2 separate regions of the Sus scrofa genome follow, and region 2 is linked to region 1. Evidence: chromatin contacts called from public Hi-C data. All regions are on one chromosome and are shown on one strand. The core of a region is the stretch at or near the end of the contact, and the rest is flanking DNA. Distances in the headings are between cores, read along the strand shown.

Region 1 (3,629 bases), core at 453-2,952:
GGCCTCAACTTTAAAAGGGGTTCACTGAGCCGGATGGAGCACATTCCACCATTCCCTTCGTAGCTGCAGATCCCAGCACACCTGGAAGAAAACCATCCCAAATCTGTAATTCACCGAATGTACACAGGAGGGAATCAAACAGGAGAGAGCAAATCCTTACACGTTCTTGGGTGGTTCAGGCTGAGGGCGAACTCCATGGCAGATGGCCTTCCTGAAAATAGACCCTCTTTGCTGAGAGATGCTTGCAACTCCGCGGGGTCAGGGAGAAATGGGAACAGCAGTGGCCTCCCTTACTCTAACCAGGCAGCTCAAAGATAATCCCATCCTGCTGCTGCCTGTCCTCTCCCTAAAAGGTGTAATCAACCAGTCTGTGGTGGAAAGGGCCAGATCTCCACTAGTGTTCCTCCGAAATTATAATTATATATGAAGGAGAACTGTGCTTTCAACGCAACTTCATATCATATCTTAACTCCTTATTCTAGGTGGTTTTGTATCAATTCAAAAACTAGCAGGTAGTGTTCAGCTACACCTTAAACTTGTTAACTCCGTTGGTGTACAGGAGTCGTTTATTTCAAAAGGGGTTTTCTCCAACTCAGCGGGTAAGAAAAGGGTCCTTTCACAGGGCTCCCGGAAGACCCCCGCGTCCCAAAGTTATGGAAACATAGACCCCTTCCCAAGCTGACACACGGCTCACTGCAAGGCAGCGGCGCCGTAAAGACCACAGCTGAGGACAGCACACTTCCCGGCGCCCTCAGCATCTTTAGGGGCCGATTCTGGCTGTTTCTCCCTCCTGGGTCCTAGATCAGAAAGGGGAAAGGGGTGAACTCATTTTCCTGGAAACTGAGAAACATCCTTCTCTCTCACTGTGTTCCTTACCGGTCAGATCGCCGCGGGGTGGGCCACACGGCTTTCTGAGAGCTAACCAAGGGCAGTGAGAGAGGAAGGAAGGGAAGGGAGAGGAAGCCCGAGAACGGCTGGCTGTCCCTAGACCCGACCCGGGTCACTGCCCCGGCGCCGGGGCAGCGGAAGGGCCGCCAGCTGTCCGGTCCCGGCGGGCTCGGCACTCACAGCGTCATCCGCACGCTCCACTTCACTTCCACCGCCTCCAGTTTGCCCCAGAAGAAACGATCGTTGAACTGCACAAACAGGGCCTGCAAATCCGGCGTGGGGTCCACCAACTCCCAGGACGCGTCCACCAGCGACAGGGGCTCCTGGGCCGGATTGCGCTCCGAGACCTGCAAGTTCCACTCTTCCTGAAGCCGAAGAGCCAGAACCAGGTCCTCATCCATGGCTGCCCGGCTACCAGGCGGAGTCCAGATGGCTCAGAGAGCCTAGCCGTGCTCCTAGGAGATACCAGCTCCCAGGCCACTCTCGGGTCAGGCCACAGATCTCGCGAGACCTAGTAAACTCCGGCTCGAGAAAGAGAACCGAGCGTGCCCCGAACTCCAGTCAAGATTCTAGGGCTTAAAACAACAAAGAAAATTCAGCATGACACCTCCTAGTGGGCTCAACACTTGGGTTCCCGAAGCTTGAGCCCGAGGAAGGTTTCAAGTAGCCGGATACCGCCTTTACGGTTCGCGGGTACGGTCAAACATCAACGTCATGCTCGGCCCATGCGCAGTATCTACACCTCGCTGCTCCGCCCTCCACTCGCTTCCGCAGGAGCTTCTCCGGCGCATGCGCCCTAGGCCACTGGCGACCCTGCGCCGGCGCGCTGTTTGCGAGGGGCATCTTGCGCAGGCGCAGTGTCCGGACTTCAGACCCGGGCGCAGGCGTACTCGCCTGTCTTCCATCCTGCTTCCTCAGCCCTGGACTCGGCCGGGTTGGGTGGGCCTCGACAGTGGCGGCGGCGGCAGCGGCGGCGGTAGTAATAGTGACAGTGACTACGTGAGTCCCCGACGGAAATGGCGATGGCGATGTCAGACAGTGGGGCGAGCCGCCTGCGGCGGCAGCTGGAGTCGGGCAGCTTCGAGGCGCGGCTGTACGTGAAGCAGCTCTCGCAGCAGTCGGACGGGGACCGGGACCTGCAGGAGCACCGGCAGCGCATCCAGGCGCTGGCGGAGGAGACGGCGCAGAACCTGAAGCGTAACGTCTACCAGAACTACCGGCAGTTCATAGAGACGGCCCGCGAGATCTCCTACCTGGAGAGCGAGATGTACCAGCTTAGCCATCTGCTGACCGAGCAGAAGAGCAACCTGGAGAGCATCCCGCTCACCCTGCTGCCGGCCGCCGCCGCAGCCGCTGCTGGGGCCGCCACCGCCTCCGGAGGGGAGGAGGGTGGAGGCAGCGCGGGGGGCCGCGATCACCTCCGGGGCCAGGCTGGCTTTTTCCCAAGTCCCGGGGGCGCCTCCCGCGACAGTTCTGGTCCGGGCGAGGAAGGGAAGCAGCGCACTCTTACCACTCTGCTGGAGAAGGTGGAAGGCTGCAGGCACCTGCTGGAGACGCCGGGACAGTACCTGGTGTACAACGGGGACCTGGTGGAATACGAGGCGGATCATATGGCCCAGTTGCAGCGAGTGCACGGCTTTCTCATGAACGACTGTTTGCTGGTGGCCACCTGGTTGCCACAGCGGCGGGGGATGTATCGCTACGACGCCCTCTATCCCCTGGATGGTTTGGCCGTAGTCAATGTCAAGGACAATCCCCCCATGAAGGACATGTTCAAGTTGCTAATGTTTCCCGAGAGTCGTATTTTTCAGGCGGAAAATGCAAAAATCAAACGCGAGTGGCTGGAAGTGTTGGAGGAAACCAAGAGGGCCCTCAGTGAGAAAAGACGCAGGGAGCAGGAGGAGGCAGCGGCCCCTCGAGGGCCACCCCAAGTGACTTCCAAGGCCAGCAACCCGTTTGAAGATGAAGACGACGACGAACCAGCTGTTCCTGAGGCGGAAGAAGAGAAGGTGGACCTCTCAATGGAATGGATCCAGGAATTGCCCGAAGACCTGGATGTTTGCATCGCCCAGAGGGACTTTGAAGGGGCCGTTGACCTGCTGGATAAGTTGAACCAGTACCTGGAAGATAAGCCCAGTCCACCTGCTGTAAAAGAACTGAGGGCCAGAGTGGATGAGCGTGTCCGCCAGCTCACCGAGGTGCTGGTTTTTGAACTCTCCCCGGATCGGTCCCTGAGAGGCGGTCCCAAGGCTACGCGTCGGGCCGTTTCTCAACTAATCCGGCTTGGCCAGTGCACTAAGGCTTGCGAGCTGTTCTTGAGAAACAGGGCAGCAGCTGTGCATACCGCAATCCGCCAGCTTCGCATCGAGGGTGCCACCTTACTCTATATTCACAAGCTCTGCCACGTCTTCTTCACCAGCCTTCTCGAGACGGCCAGGGAGTTTGAGGCGGACTTCGCAGGCACCGACGGGGGCTGCTACTCGGCCTTCGTGGTCTGGGCGAGGTCAGCCCTGGGCACGTTTGCGGCTGCCTTTAGCAAACAGGTGTTCGACAGTAAGGAGAGCCTCTCCACTGCAGCTGAGTGTGTGAAGGTGGCCAAGGAGCATTGTCAGCAGCTGGGTGACATCGGGCTAGACCTCACCTTCATCATCCACACCCTCCTGGTGAAAGACATCCAGGGGGCCTTGCACAGCTACAAGGAAATCATCATCGAAGCCACTAAGCATCGCAACTCAGAGGAG
Region 2 (3,629 bases), core at 638-3,137, 48 kb after region 1:
AGCTTCAGAAGTAGTAACAGCTAATACGCAATTGCTTTAGTCTTTTCACACGAAAAAGTTGATCATAATCTTATCACTGTGAATGGGGAAATTAAAAAAAAGATCAGTCCTTTCTTTTAATACACATGAGGAAAACTGCCATTAATTCACAAACTAGTTTAGTGCTGAAAGAGTCAGGGCTACACAGCAAACCTCTTCCCTACATCCCAAGGCAGAAATATTTCACCACCGAACTGTGCAGAGAGGTCAACAAGGGGAGAGGTTGAAGTGATCGATCTTAGGGTGGTAGACAATCAGCACCAACTACAACCCCAGAACACTCGACAGCAAGAGAACAGAGTTTCCCCATGGTCCAAAGAATACTGGGTTCCCAATTTTTAAGCAGCCACGTGAATATACATTCTCTGCCTTTTTTTTTTTTTTTTAGGGCCGCAAGTGCAGCATATGGAAGTTCCCAGGCTAGTAGGGGTCAAATCGGAGCTGTGGCTGCCGGCCTACGCCACAGCAACTCTGTAATCTGAGCTATGTCTGCAACCTACACCACAGCTCATGGCAATGCTGGATCCTTAACCCACTGAGTGAGGCCAGGGATGCAATGCACATCCTTATGGATACTAGCTGGATTCGTTACTGCTGAGCCACAACAGGAACTCTCTATATATTCTCTTTTGAAACTGGTTTGCTGGGAGTTCTCTGGTGATCTAACGGCTAGGACTTGGTGCTTTCACTGCTGTGTTGGGGTTCAATCCCTGTCTGTGAACTGAAATCTCATATCAAGCCATTGCTCCTTGTGGCCAACAAAAAGAAAAGAAAAAAAGAAACTAGGTTATCTTGTTCTTTTGTTTTCCTGTTACCCCTTCCTACATAAATTAACATTATATTTAAGCCAGTACAAGGTAATATGCCTTTAAAGTGCATTCTTTTATTTCCTCCTAAAGCAAATAAAAACTAATTTAGTGGTTTAACAAAAAAAAGTCAGTTGCCCAGGGTTGTAAATCCTGAGAGCTACAAAGCTTCCACTTAAGAATTTCTCTACAAAAATTGTGAATGACCAACATTCCGTTGGTTAAAAACAAAACAAAACAAAAAAACAAAACAAACAAAAAAAGGCCGGCTAAAGTCAGGAAAGGGGATTGGGGTGGGTGGTGAAAGGACAAATTGTAGATAGACTGGGTGGCATTAGTTGTCTTCCAAAACGACTTGTAGAAAAAGTGCAATGAGGATGGAAGACAAAAACACGATAGAAATTTCCAGAAGTTCCAAATCTTCTTAGGTTAAAAACATAAAGAATGTCGATGCCCACCCTCAAGCCAAATACTTTTCCTCCCGGGAATATCACAGCCACAAAAGAGCGGCTTGGACAGCCACTGGCTAGCTGAGGCGGAGTCAGACTGCAGGCTTCTCACGTTTGCCCAGAAGGTAGCCCGACGCGCCCGGGCTGCAGACGGAGAGACCCCAGATCCCTCCTCTCGTCCGTGGGTCAGGTGCTTCTGAAGGCCCAGCGCCGGGCGGAGTGAAAGGGAAGGAACGAGTGGAAAGGAACCAGAGGAACCATCACCGGGAGAAACTTCTAAAAGCACATTGACATCACACACGCGGCGATACACCGTTGCCTTGGAAACCAAATGAACCACCTAACCCCTCCAGGGGGTCTCTGGACCCACTCTTTTGGGCTAGGGGGTCGCAGCCCCGAGGCAGTCGGGAACGGGAGGAGGGAGGGGTCGTCTCTCGCGGCCCCGCCCGGGACCTTGTGCTACTCTGGGTACCTACCGAGTAGAGGAGCAAGACAGCGCCGGGACTGGTGGAGCCAACGGAGAAACAAGAGTTGGATGAACTGGAAGAATCCATACTGCAGCTGCAGTTCCGGGCGTGAACTGGAATTCTTAGCTAGACGGTGGTGCTACTGCCGCTGGGGGCGGTTCTTCCGCGCGGGGCGGCCCGACCTCGCCTCGGGCGGCAGCACCCTCTGCGGCCGCTCCAAGACACCCCGGGCGCCGCCATCTTAGCCAGGACGGAAGCCGCGCGGGGACTTGTGGCGCGCGCGCAGCTCGTCAGACCCCGGAAGCTGGGCGCCGCACGGCGCGAGTCCGGGGCTCCTTCCTCGTGGCCGGCCCCACGATGGCGCAGGATCCGGGCCTACCCACCCCCGCGTCTCCCGGCTCTCAGACCCTGCTGGATGCTCTGCTCCAGAACCTCTACGATTTTGGTGAGTGCGGGGCCTCGGAACCCACGTGGAGAGCGAACTTGAGAAGCCGAGGGTCTCCAGTGCGCACCGAATTGGGCCGGCGCCCTCTCTCAAGCTAAAGATCAGCTCCTCCAAACTGGTTCCGACAGTGGGTCCGTCTGAGATCACCCTTCTCCTTCCCCCACGACCCGGCTCTGTTGAGTTGTCTTTATGAATCAAACCTCCCAACTCGTCCCTGAGTGTGGGGACCAATCCGCTTGCTTGTGGGAAGCGCCAGACCTTTCGGACCTAACGGGGAGATGTCCACAGAACCTTGGGCTCTCGAAATAGCATCTTTTTCACTTATTCCGGACTTCTGGGAAGCCCCCTTTCCCCCACGCCACCCCACAGACCCGCCTAACCCTGGGGCATGATGCCACCTTGTCCTGAGGGCCTCATCCTTTGGTGTTCCCTGCCATCGTTTGCACATGAAGCTTTTCACGACCTTTCACCCATAAGTTGGCGGACTTATGCTCTCCTTTATCTTGATTGGGGAAGAGAAAAATAAAAAGGCTTACCACTGAATATATATGCGCTTGGCACTTCAGTTAGAAGTTCCGCACACTCTGAAGAACTTGCCCCAGGGAAGGTGACATCACTTGTTCCTGCACCACAGGTAATCTTAAGGGAAAAGTGCCTTTAAAAGCCAAACATGTTTCTTCAATTTGTAGTGTGATCTTACTAGTTTATTTTGGGGCTCAAAATTCTAAGCTCATTAATCAGTGGGAATAATAGCTTCAAAAGTATTGCGCATTTACCATATACTCCATGTTTTTCATGTATTTACTCATTTAATTTCCACAGCAATCCTAGGAAACAGATATTGCCATTAAGACCATTACTACAAAACAGGCGTTCCTGTCTTGGTGCAGTGGAAATGAATTGGACTAGGAACCATGAGGTTGTGGGTTTGATCCCTGGCCTCACTCAGTGGGTTAAGGATCCGGCGTTGCCGTGAGCTGTGGTGTAGGTCACAGACGTGGCTCTGATCTGGCGTTGCTGTGTCTGTGGCGTAGGCCAGCAGCTGTAGCTCCAATTCAGCCCCTAGCCTGGGAACCTCCATATGCTGTGGGTGCGGCCCTAAAAAGACAAAAAGACAAAAAAAAAAAAAAAAAAAAAAGGTCATTACTACAAAACTGATCCCATTGTTGTAGAAACAAGCACTAAAGATCAAATAACTTGCTGAACTTCAGCTAGTCGTTTGCAGAGCCTGAGTCCCAAGCCCCACACTGTCTGGTTCCACTCTCCTGAACTTGTATTGACTTGGGCAGTGGACAGGATATCTATATGCCCTTGTGAATGTTAGAAGATAGAGAAGACTTACTTTCTGGCCTTGAGAAGACCTAGGAGAAAAGACTATTCTGCAAAATCCTCAATAGAGTTAACACTGGCTGGAAATTATGCT

The links. A called contact is a pair of places that touch in the nucleus more often than the background predicts.
Region 2: a contact with region 1 is called in a Hi-C map of liver, with 4 times the contacts expected there. The contact joins the promoter of C14H1orf131 here to the promoter of EXOC8 in region 1. A contact is called at or near these places in 1 of 5 promoter capture datasets (liver), 9 of 47 Hi-C or Micro-C datasets (alveolar macrophages, brain, heart right ventricle and 3 more) and 2 of 2 datasets of contacts at active chromatin or transcription factors (alveolar macrophages and skeletal muscle).

The regions. Positions count from the first base shown.
Region 1 is chr14:59,190,643-59,194,271 of Sscrofa11.1, forward strand. It overlaps EXOC8 (exocyst complex component 8), which reads left to right and starts at 1,703. Exons shown (of 1, transcript XM_005674519.3): 1 at 1,703-3,629. The coding sequence starts at 1,905. SPRTN (SprT-like N-terminal domain) reads right to left here and starts at 1,579. Exons shown (of 5, transcript NM_001243554.1): 1 at 1,069-1,579; 2 at 1-81. The coding sequence starts at 1,289.
Region 2 is chr14:59,238,456-59,242,084 of Sscrofa11.1, forward strand. C14H1orf131 reads left to right here and starts at 1,888. Exons shown (of 7, transcript XM_001925586.5): 1 at 1,888-2,206. The coding sequence starts at 1,888. It overlaps GNPAT (glyceronephosphate O-acyltransferase), which reads right to left and starts at 1,848. Exons shown (of 16, transcript NM_001185140.1): 1 at 1,771-1,848. The coding sequence starts at 1,848.